2 separate regions of the Triticum aestivum genome follow, and region 2 is linked to region 1. Evidence: chromatin contacts called from public Hi-C data. All regions are on one chromosome and are shown on one strand. The core of a region is the stretch at or near the end of the contact, and the rest is flanking DNA. Distances in the headings are between cores, read along the strand shown. Region 1 holds the start of LOC123103880 (probable CCR4-associated factor 1 homolog 7). Region 2 holds the start of LOC123103881 (Golgi SNAP receptor complex member 1-1).

What was found. A called contact is a pair of places that touch in the nucleus more often than the background predicts.
Region 2: a contact with region 1 is called in a Hi-C map of leaf, with 6 times the contacts expected there. The contact joins the promoter of LOC123103881 here to the promoter of LOC123103880 in region 1. A contact is called at or near these places in 3 of 5 Hi-C or Micro-C datasets (all in leaf) and 1 of 1 datasets of contacts at active chromatin or transcription factors (leaf).

What each region holds. Positions count from the first base shown.
Region 1 is chr5A:441,881,809-441,888,027 of IWGSC CS RefSeq v2.1, reverse strand. It overlaps LOC123103880 (probable CCR4-associated factor 1 homolog 7), which reads left to right and starts at 3,191. Exons shown (of 1, transcript XM_044525573.1): 1 at 3,191-4,321. The coding sequence starts at 3,377. The coding sequence ends at 4,216.
Region 2 is chr5A:442,097,661-442,103,879 of IWGSC CS RefSeq v2.1, reverse strand. LOC123103881 (Golgi SNAP receptor complex member 1-1) reads right to left here and starts at 3,777. Exons shown (of 5, transcript XM_044525574.1): 1 at 3,520-3,777; 2 at 2,275-2,502; 3 at 1,889-2,050. The coding sequence starts at 3,555.

The DNA of each region.
Region 1 (6,219 bases), core at 1,942-4,441:
GCAGGCATCTATAGCACCCAAGTTCGGATAATCTAATAATACCAGGAGCTGCGCCTACAATCTCATTGTCAAACTCCTATGGCTAAGTGAGCGATAAAGCCACATAGTCTGATTGCCTGGTTCGCCGCACTAACACCTTCTTCAAGGACCAAGCAGTTGGGCCAAGTGTGTCCAGGTGCTATTCTGAACACCCCCGTGCTACCCACGTGGGGGCTGAAGCCGACGGCTGGCCAACTATCAGATACCGTAAACGGCCGCACAGGAGGAAAATAATTAGAGGTAAAACAAGCAACATATTATACATAAGCCTTGTTTCATAATACAAAGTTCGGGCAACACAGATACATTCATTCGAAAATAATGTCCTTCGAACACTGGCCCTCTACAGTGCGGGAACCTTCCAAGACTTCATCAAAATATCGCTCCAGCGTGCGGTGCTCCTTGCTTGCGGGCGGTTCCCCAGTTGCCAGCTTGACGACGTTCATCTCCGCCCACTGTACCTTGACACGGGCGAAGGCCATCCGGGCACCTTTGATACAGACCGACCGCTTTATGGCATCCAACCGGGGGCAGGCACTGACTAGCCGCTTCACGAGCCCGAAGTAGCTGCCAAGTATGGGCTCCGCGGGCCAGAGACAGATTATAATATCCCTCATAGCTAATCCGGCCACCCTATGCAGTTCGGTCAACTGTTTCAGCTGATCGCTGAGGGGCACCAGATGCTCTGGCGCAAGGTACTGCGACTAGAACAGCTTCTCCGTCGAGCTCCCCTCTTCGGCTCGGAAGAACTCCGCGGCATCAGCAATACTCCAGGGCAGATCCGCAAACGCTCGTGGAGAACTCCAAACCCGGGTCAGTAAGAGGTACCTTCTCCTCACAAATTTGCTCTGCATATTAAAGGCCTTATCCGCCGCGATCTTCTTGGCCTCTTGAATCTCCCGGCAGGCGCCTTGGGCTTCAACCCAGGGCTCCTACGCACTTTGGAGGGCCTTAGCAAGTTTGACATCTTGATCCGTACTCTTGCGCTCCAAGGACTCACATTCACTTATGGCATCCCGGAGCTCTTGTTGAACTTCCTCTACCCTTGATTCATGCTTTTGGCGGGTGGCTCATTCCTCATCCACCTCCTTCTTGGCTTCGGCTAGCCCATTCTTGAGGGTCTTGACCTCAGACGTGTCAACTGTAAGAATAATTACAAAACTCAGCAAGATAATATCATTTCAGATGTGAATAGGTATCACATACCTTGCTTCTCCTCCAATCGTTTGTTGGTGCGGATGAGCTCTTCATCGGCCTGCTCCAGCCTCCGCTTTAGTTTGGATACTTCGGCGGCATACATCATCCCGCAACTAACTCATTTGTCACATTGCTTGCAAGGCTTCTTATGACGTGTATTACCGAGAGGGCCCATAGATACCTCACCAATACTCGGAGTGACAAATCCTAATCTTGATCTATGCCAACCCAACAAACACCTTTGGAGATACCTGTAGAGCATCTTTATAATCATCCAGTTATGTTGTGACGTTTGATAACACACAAGGTATTTCTCCGGTGTCCGGGAGTTGCATAATCTCATAGTCAAAGGAATATGTATATGACATGAAGAAAGCAATAGCAATAAAACTGAACGATCAATATGCTAAGTTAACGGATGGGTCATGTCCATGGTTAGAAAACCTTAATCATCTTTGATCAACGAGCTAGTCAAGTAGAGGCTCACTAGGGACATAGGCTCAAACCCAGTTGGCCAGAAAAAGATCCACTTTGCCCAAAGACAAGAAGCAACTAGAAAGGATGTTGAGAGGGCATTTGAAGTTCTACAGGGCCGTTTTGCAGTTGTTTGTGGACCTGCTAAACAACGGTATTTGAAAACCTTGTGAGTGGTGATGACATGTTGTGTGATCATGCACAACATGATCGTCGAGGATGAGGGTGATGATGTTCCCGCAGCTCTGGAATTTGAGAACATGGGTGATCCTATCCAACTTCTGAACCAGAATACAACCACATTTGAAGAGTCTATTCAAATGCATCAACAAATTTGGCATCAGCCAACTCACGAGCAGCTGAAGGAAGATCTGGTTGACCATCAACGGACGGTTAAAGGGGACAACAATGTTGGGATGTAATATTTAAACTTTTTAAAATTTGAACTAGTGTTGCATGCGACTATTTGTACGTGTGTACCCTTTGCATGCGGCTATTTGATCGTGTAGACTTGAAAAAAATGAGGAATGTCCAATGCATGCGGCTAGCATTGGATGTTGTCATCCCGCATCTGTGTCCGCGGACTCGTCTATCCCTGTCCGCGGACGGATGCGAGAGAAAATTTGCGGTTAGCCGTTTGAGATGACTTTACAAGGATGATAGACCAATATCACTATTTGGTGCAAAATGCTGTGATGTGTGAACCCGCACCTTTGACTTTGGTTTAATATCCTGGTTCAATACAATATATCTTACTCTTACTTTCATGATAGTTGATGATTGACATGGAAACTAAATTACCTAGAGCTATTTTTTTGTGTGTCTCGTGGCGTTGCATTTTTGCTAGCATGGCATATTTTTCTTCCATGAGAAACATGTTTCATTGCCATGGTTGTACTTCTCCGCAGCGGCGGTCCGTTTTTAGTGCCATAGGATCTTTTTTTTCACAAGAGTCGGGTTTCATTACCGTAGTGTATCTTTTCACCGCGACAGTCTATTTTTATTCTTTTCTAAGTCTAGCCTATTTTTACTCCCATGTCAATATCTTCGTTGCAAACCACGGATATTTTTCATGTGAAGAAAAAGAAGAAGACTAAAGAAAAGCGTAGAAAAATGAAGACTTGCATTGACCAAACCCAAGTCAAAGAAAACCCTCCTGACTGGAAGAGCCGAAGAGGCAAAACAAAACCAAATTGTTCATCCACGCTTGCCCTTGTTTTCCTTGCTGGTTCTTCCAATCCAGTCCTGACCTGACGTGCCGTCCTCACCTCCACACAAAATTTGGGCCCGCGAGCCCCACCGGGCAGCCACCCAGGAAGGCGCCCCTGTCGGCCGGCAATCATGCCACGGGACCCACTATTTGCGGGCCCCGCCACGTGGCACCAATCCGACCCGGGCGGCGCACGTCACCCACTTTCCCCATTCGCGTCGCGTTCCCCCCTCCCCTCTTCTTCCCCCGAATCCCCAATCCCACGCTCCTCCCCCCTCCCCTCCCCTGGATCTCCTCCTCCCGCCCCGCCCCCACCTCCCCGCCCACGGGAGCCCCGCCGCCCCTCGCCGCTCGCCCGTGGGCCCCGCCGCCTCCCGCTCCGCCGCGCCACCCAGCTCCGAGGCTTCCAGGAAGGAGAGGGGAGGAGAAGTTCGAATCTTTGATGCCCGGCACCCGATGGCGACGCCGACCGTAGAGAAGCCCGACGGGGTGGAGATCCGCGAGGTGTGGGCGGAGAACCTCGAGGCCGAGTTCGCCGTGATCCGGGAGATCGTCGACGACTACCCCTACGTCGCCATGGACACCGAGTTCCCCGGCGTCGTCTGCCGCCCGCTCGGCACCTTCAAGTCCAACGCCGACTTCAACTACGCCACGCTCAAGGCCAACGTCGACATGCTCAAGCTCATCCAGCTCGGCCTCACCTTCTCCGACGAGCGCGGCGGCCTCCCCGCCCTCGGCCCGGACGGCCGCCCCTGCGTCTGGCAGTTCAACTTCCGGGGCTTCGACCCGCGCACCGACGTCGCCGCCGCGGACTCCATCGACCTGCTGCGCCGCAGCGGGATCGACTTCGCCCGCCACGCCGCCGAGGGGGCCGACTCGCGCCGCTTCGCCGAGCTGCTCATGTCCTCCGGCGTCGTCCTCAACGCCGAGATCCACTGGGTCACCTTCCACAGCGGCTACGACTTCGGCTACTTGCTCAAGCTGCTCACGGGCTCCAACCTGCCGGACACCAGCTCCGGATTCTTCGACCTCATCAGGATTTACTTCCCCGTGATCTACGACATCAAACACCTGATGAGATTCTGCAATAGCCTCCACGGCGGGCTGAACAAGCTCGCTGAGCTGCTCGACGTCGAGCGGGTCGGGATCTGCCATCAGGCGGGCTCCGATTCTCTGCTCACCGCGCTCTCCTTCAACAAGCTCAAGGAGTCATACTTCGGCGGATTAACTGAGAAATATGCTGGTGTGTTGTATGGTCTAGGCACAGAGGGCGGGGAAACCACCTCTGTTCACTGAGTAATGGATAGTTAAATAAATGATGAACTATTTATGAGAGAAAGGAGAAACCTGTCTGGTGAATGTGTGATGCCTGATTATATCCTCTTGCTTGACACCGAAAAAGGTACCACTTTTCCCTCAATTGTGATACTCCTCAGTGAGTTTGTTTAGGTTAGATGACTGCGTTTTTGTTGTTTGATTTTGCGTGCTGAAGTTGATGGAATGATGAAACACCCTCTAGATACTGGTTAAAGTCCACCTATGCTGATTCTTCACACGTCCTCTAGAGTTACACACTTGATAGCAAAAAGAACACTTCTTTTGTCATGTACTCCCTCCATCCCACACTATAAGATCGTTTTTCAAGCAAACATAGCTTGAAAAACAATCTTATATTGTGGGACGGAGGGAGTATATAGTGTTGATTGCTTACTGTTCTGTGTTCCGTTTGAGGAATCACCTACCCCTCTTCATGGGCTAACCATGGCAGTCAAGGACTCCAATTCTATCACTAGTTGGTTCAAGTTATCGTAGTATTACATAGGTCCATGCTTCCGTACCAATTGGGTTCTTTTTGGTATCGAAATTACCAAGGACTGTATTTTGTGAAGAGGGGAGATGACCAAAGTTTTTTCCCCCAGTCATGAGCTCAGACTCTGTGTCATAGACCAGGATAAGCTCAGCTGTTGTTCATATACATTGTCAGGATTCTGTTTAGCTTCATAATTAGCATTTAGCAAGGACTGTCTATTATGTAAAGAAGAGCAATCATACCGAAATAAGTCAAGAAACTTTCCCTAGAATTGATCCCAAGTCTCAACATCATGTACTTATGTACCAGGACCAGGTCAGTAGTCTGTCTGAGGATCAGAGGATGATTTCAGATCCTACCCTCTCTGGTAGTCTGGTCACACCCATCAATCCATCCTCTTCTTTGTTATCCTCTCTCGTTCAGTCATACACTTGGTAGTTTTGAGAGCGACCTCTCTAATTATGGTTATATAAATGAACTGTTGCTTTTTATTTTGACTTTTCTGAAGGCAAGGGCATCTTTTGTAAAAGCTTTTTTTGAAAGCGACCTCTTTCATTATGGTTACTGAAGTTCCGTGTGTTGGCTGTTCATTTTTGAATTGATTTATATTCATGGAGTGTTTCAGATAATTTTCATCCATTTCCTGTTAAAGCTTACATGTAGTTTGTAGTTTCTTCAGCAGTTCAGTACACTGATTTACACTGTTCTATATTAAGTTAGTAGTTCAGCTGGTCAAGTACCTACCAACAAAATAATATCGAGTTTGAACTAAACTTTGACAGAACAGAAGTAGAATGCAGTCAGAGTGCCTATCAGTTAGCCAAGTGATACCAGTGCAACCTCCAAAATTAGTTAGAGAAGGTCCTTTCCTGGCCATTCCTATATGAATTGTGTTTGCATTGTGCTTTACAATTCCTGTTGATTACTAGTTTTATCATATTCTTCTTGCTTCTATTGCTCGTGTTGTATTGTCTTTCCTTACTGTAGATTGTTTGCCTGATACGCGGGGCTTCTCATTTTGCCTCAGTGCATAACCTCCGAGATAGGTTAGAGAAGTTCCTTTCCTGGTTACTTCTGTGTGGATCTCTGCATTTATACTTCACAGTTCTGACAATTACTAATTTCATCATATTCCCTTTGCTTCTCGTGCTCTTGGTGTATTGTCTTTTCTCACTGTAGATTGTTTGCCTGAAGAGTTGGGCTCGTCAGTTCCTTGTAGTTACAATACTGAATATAGCTGACTGTATCTTGCGGGCTTTACCATTTTATGTAGGCGCCCCTCAATGGTTCAACGAGAGGCTTAAGCCTGGGGGCAACTCAGCTTTACTATGTACCATTCATTTATTTTCTGGCTGACAAGGGAATCTTCTCTTGATGCGTTTCTTGATCTGCAATTCGTTGGTTATGCTGACATTGACAGCTTTAGCGTGCCCAGCATTATACATCGGTACATACTCTGAATGTAGAGTTTGCAGCTTAACATCTCCCC
Region 2 (6,219 bases), core at 2,528-5,027, 220 kb before region 1:
CACATATCCTATGCGGCAAAATTTACCAATAACTATCATATAACCATTAAAGATGCCCTCACACACAGCATGTGGTCTTTGATAAAAGCTGCACCTAGGTACTATTCATCTTTACAGCTTCCACCATAAGCATGCAAACAATCTCACTTTCTATGTTCCATTCCACTTATATTTCAGGTTTCGATGGGAACTAGGCCATAACTCCTGAGTACTGAACTAATGCCCTCATGCCACTATATGTTCCCATGCAACAATGACTACCAGAAAACCCATAACAGGGAGCTTCAAAGGCTTAAATTTTTCATATTTGTTCAATTGCAGTTTTCAGTGATGGCGTGGCGACACTGATGACTTTCCGATTAAAATAGGTCTGCACAAAGGGTCAGCTTTGAGCCCTTAGCTTTTTGCTTTGGTGATGGATGAGGTCACAAGAGATACAAAGAGATAACCCATGGTGTATGCTCTTTGCAGACGATGTGGTGCTAGTCAACGATAGGCGGACGGAGGTTAATAGAAAGTTAGAGCTGTGGAGACAGACTTTGGAATCGGAAAGTTACAACTGAGTACATGAGGTGCGGCTTCAGACTAGTAGGCACGAGGAGGAGGGACAGGGAGGTTAGCCATGGTGGGCAAGTGATACCTCAGAGGGACACCTTCGATATCTGGGGTCAATGCTGCAAAAGGATGGTGATATCATTAAGATGTGAGCCACTGAACCAAAGCTGGATGGATGAAGTAGCGCCAAGCTTTTGGCGTCCTTTGTGACAAGAGAGTGCGACAAAAGCCAAAAGGCAGGTTCTATAGGACGGCGATTCGACCGATGTTGTATGGAGCTGAATGTTGGCCAACTAAAGGCAACATGCCCAACAGTTAGGTGTATCAGAGATGTGCATGTTGATATGTATATGTGGCCACACAAGAAAGGATCGGGTCCAGAATGAAGATATACATGATAGAGTTGGAGTAGCACCGATTGAAGAGAAGCTTCTCCAACATCGTTTGAGATGGTTTGGGCATATACAGTGCAGGCCTCCAGAAGCGCCAATGCATAGTGGAAGGTTAAAGTGTGCTGATAATGTCAAGAGAGGTCAGGGTAGACCAAACTTGATATGGGAGGAGTCCGTTAAGAGAGATCCGACGGACTGGAATATCACCAAAGAACTAGCCATGGACAGGGGTGCGTAGAAGTTAGCTATCCACGTGCCATAACCATGAGTTGGTTTTGAGATCTTATGGGTTTCAACTCTAGCCTACCCCAACTTGTTTGGGACTAAAAGGCTTCTTGTTGTCGTTCTTGTTGTCGTTCTTGTTGCAGTTTTTAATGAAAGATAGATTTCTAAACAAGCAATTTCACGAGCATGTAGGTTGAAATTCAAGAAAATTTGCTCAAACTGAAATAGATGCGCACATGCAATTATTAGCATGCACTATAATCAAGTCAAGTGTAATATATGAGCCTTTGTGGAATTCCTGAACCTCACTGAGTCCAAAACATATTAATAACAAGCAAGAACAGTAAAATTGGGCAGCACATGCCATAGGAAAACCAAAAATAAAAGTGGCATGGCTCCCTTATTTTATGTGGCGGGTACTGTTCAGTAAGAAAATAAATATTTGTTAACAAATACACCAGAAAGGTGAATTTAATTCATTTGTTTGCCCTGACAGAATATATTTATCTCCTAAAAGAAAGGCGAGTGAGGCTCCTTCAATTTGAAATGCTTGAGAATTCATGTTGGTAACACAATGCAACTCCATTCATGCATGTAAGCTGTTATCCTGGGTTTGTTTGTATGCCTTATATGATACTATCTAATAGAGCTAACAATAAATTGATGCAAATTTCAGAAAGCAATACAGGTGCTCCTAAAAAGTAGGACAATCCTACCTGTCCAGAATTCCTGCTGATTGCAGCTTGTTCTCTAAGAAGAGCTTGTTCTGAGTCCCCAGACTCTTCCACGTCAAACTTTGCTCTGTCAAAGTCTCTCAAGTCAAGGAGAGAAGCATGCTGTTGCTTCACTCTGAGACTAGATCGAAGCCGATAGAATTCCTGTGTTGAATTGTTGGGTTAGCAACTTTTCAGAATTATGAGAGAAGTCTAGCCGTTCTATATGCGGTGTCCAAACTTCAAAGAGTATTGCTCCACAGCAAACTTTATAATTCATGGTTATTGACTGGGGAGAAATTAATAGAAACCTTGATTTAACATTGGAGCTAAACAAACTGTAATTATGAAGAATGTGATTACTTAGTGTAAGAGGGATTTATTGGAACCTGTGTAAGGTCTTGCAAAATCTCCATATGACGGGTCAATGTATGAGATAGAACTTCTGAGCCTCCTGATGATACCCAGGTTTGCATTTGAGAATTTACTTGCTGAAGTTGCTTTAGTGATCTTTCTATATCAGTCTCGATATCATTTTCTGAACCATCTGATTTCATAGAAACCAATTTACGGTATGCAATCATTTGGTCGTCTAACTGAGCTTCCAACCTCCTCGCCTACAAGCAGAAATAGTACAGTAACAACTTTAGCCATACACACACATACATCAAATACCATCTATCAGCCTACTCATAGCTTCATGAAACCATAAGGCCATCTTCAACGCAAGTCGTTTATGCAGGTGCTTAGGGAAATAAAAAGGATATCATAAATTTTTTTAAAGCATCCGACAGTTTATAGACGCTAACCCGTAGGTGCTAATAAAATCGTCCAGTGCAGCAGCGTTTTATCCCGCGGCAAAAAAGGCCCAAGCGCCCGAACCAATTTCTTGCGTCGACGCCTCACCTGACACCAGGAACCGATGACCTAACTGCCAATGGACAAGGATATCCATCCTGGCGCGCAGTCGTATTCAGAAGTGACATCGTTACAGAAAATAAGTTGGCATGGCACCTTCTTATAGCCTAGCCAAGGATGGGTTCAGCCATAGACTCGTACCGTACAGTCCGAACACACTAACCGTAAGCACCCGACTCTCATGAACAAGACTAACACCACATTACATTACTAGATACTCCATAAGCATGATTACACGATCGAACCAACAAAAGCATCAGATGCAGAAGGGACGGTTTGGTAGGATCAAAACTCTAGTCCGTTGCACACTAGATTAGTGTCACATTGCTCCAAGCCCACCCATGTTAGTCAAAGAAATGGGCCGCCGAGGAGCAAAGGTATACCTGCAGCACAGTTTTTAGAACATGGCCACTATGAAACTACTAGTCTTTGCGTCACGAAAACTCCACAATTTCAGAAGATGGAAGAAAAACGCATTTTGCTCCACATACACGGACTACGTATTCGACGAACGAGGCGCTCCAATTTTACATGGGTCGCCTGAATTCAGCGGGCAGTGGGGGGAGAATCGTCGGTCCGAGTACCACAGCGGCAGCGCAGCAAAACCCACCGCGCGGCGCAGGGTCGGATCTCGGGCGAACGGACACCGGCGAGAGGTTCCTGGGAGCGAGAAAGGGAGCGCGAGGCGGGGATCCGGGAGGGGGGGTTGTATTCACCTGCTTGCGAAGGGCGTCCCAGGACGACGCCTCCATGGCTCCGAGCTCCTCGGCGGCGCCGTCCTAGTGATCCGCCGGGAGATCTCGGCGGGGGGCGCGGCTGGATCTCGCGCGCGCGCGGCGAGCGAATCAGTGGGAGAGGGTTGGAGGGGGGTGGGTTGCCCGATGCGTTGGAGAGGGAGAGGGAGAGGGAGAAGCATCAGGTCGGGGGCACCGTGGTGGTCAACTGGTCGGGTGAGGCTCGGTGGCACGGTGCAGCCACCAATCCGGGGCCCCCCTTAATCGAGAAAGCCACGACAGCATTTTTGGTCTACCAAACTTTTATTTTTCTTTATCTTCATAAAAAATACCAACTTCTTTTTACAAGGGTCTACCAAACTACCAGGCCCCACTTGATCGCAGAATTCTAAAAACGTGGGAATAGGAAAAATATAAGAATGCAATGTCAAGTTCATCTCAATTCAACTAGACTTTTTTTTGTTTGATTGTATGAGAGGAGAAACAAAGGATTTTTTTTAAAAGGTTTGAGTGGATGCTAAAATTTCTATGGAATATAGTACAAAGGAATTCTTTAAAAAAAACTTTATGAATCGGACAACCAACATAGCAAAAAATCCTAAGAATTATAATCTTCCAAAATTCATATGAAAATCCTTTGAATGAAAGAAGCCCGATTACATCCATCGATATGTTGCAAACAGGTACCATAATGATATATTAAAATTTTGTCGGTAATTATCTAAGGGTGTGTTTAGTTGGTGTAACAAGATGAAATAATTTTAGATATTGGACTCATCTTGTGTCCGGTGTTAGAAAATAAAGAGTATATAGCAAAAAAAATACCACATTACAGGCTAGGGTTACAAAAAACTATCACTTCTCTTAATTTTTTAAAAAACTAACACAAAATTGGTTCGCTATCCCAAAAAAAACCTAGTCACCAAACGGTTAAAATCTAAGCGTGCTTATGACACGGGGGCGCCCGTCAGATCCACGTCGGACATGGCTGACGACGCGCGTGCTCATGGCCGTTAGGGCGAGCCGTTCTGACCAGGTGAAAAAGGGCCCAATACAGCTCACTCTCTCACTCGCGCGCACTCACTCCCAATCTCTCCCCCGCTCTGTTCTCCCATGCCTGAGCTCGTCATCGTCACCGACCACCTTAGTTCCTTGTCGCCGACCAGGATACCTTCTTGGAACGATGGGGAAGAGAGCTCCGATGACAACAACATTGGGGCAACTTGATGGATATGGAGTGCTTTGTAAGCATCGTCATCTCCATCTGCCATTACTTAGGGTTAGGGTTGACTGATTTGGGAATTAGGGTTGAGGATCTGCAACTACGGATGTATTTTTTGGTTTAGCCAGTGCTTGACGGATCTTCAACTAGTTGATGCATCCTTTGTATGATTTAGCTTGTACTATATGTGGGAGACACCTAACACCATCCCTGAGCCACTGTTTTGTGGTGCTCCCATGGAGGAAGTTCCCAAGTGCACGTTGCACTAGATGATGCCTAGGAAGTGGCTTGCATTTGAAGGTGCTAACAGTAGAAGGAGGTTCTATGTATGCCCTGTTCAGGTGAGTAATTGGAGGAGAAGTAGTTTTGTTTTATCTAGTAGTTTGTTACTAGTTGGATAATTGGATAGCTTAAATGGCATATGTAGCAGAAGTATGTGCAGCTGTTGGATAACTGGATAGTCATTGATTGATTATATGTTGGCATTATATTGCACAAGTGTTGTTGATGTTTGTTGGCAAATCCTATTTGTTTGAACTAAATTCAGTTCCAAATGTATTTCCTTGTATATATACTCTGTTTGAACTAAACTTTTTGAACTTTGTTTGAACTGAATTCTTTGAACTCTGTTTCAACTGAATTCATTTCTTAATTTACACATCTCCTTATGTATGTGATGTCTGACTAAACTTAATTCATTTTTATACATGTTCTTTGATTGAACAGGAGGTGTCAAATGTGGTGTAGTTAAGTGGGTCGATCCTGCCTGGCCTGATATTCTTAAGAACCGCCTCATCAAGCCGTGGGAAATGTTCCATGGGCAAAACCTTGGTAGGATTCAAGAAATGCATGCATATGAGGATGAGCTAGCCAAGTTGATGAAGGAGAAGGTGTTGGGTAACGTAGTAATTTCAAAACAATTCCTACGCACATGCAAGATCATGGTGATGCATAGCAACGAGAGGGGAGAGTATGTCTACGTACCCTCGTAGACCGAAAGCGGAAGCATTTATCAACGCGGTTGATGTAGTCGTACACCTTCACGCCCCGTCCTGATCAAGTACCGAACGTACGGCACCTCCGCATTCAGCACACGTTCAACTCGATGATGTCCTCGCCTTCTTGATCCAGCAAGAGGGGTGAAGTAGTAGATGAGTTCCGGCAGCACGACGGCGTGGTGATGGTGTTGGTGAAGAACAATCTTCGCAGGGCTTTGCCTAAGCACTACAAAAACTATTACAGAGGATAAACTAGAGGGGACGGGGTAGCCGGCACACGGCTTGGTGTTTCTTGATGTGTCTTGGGTGCTAGCCCTACCCCTCTATTTATATGTTGAGCCTTGGGGTCGAAACTTGGAGTAAAAGCCTCCACAAAATCGGTTTCACCTGAAAGGCAAGAGTCCTTCTCGGACTCCAGGGCCAGACGCCAGGGTTCCCGACGTCTGGCCCCAGACGCCAGGG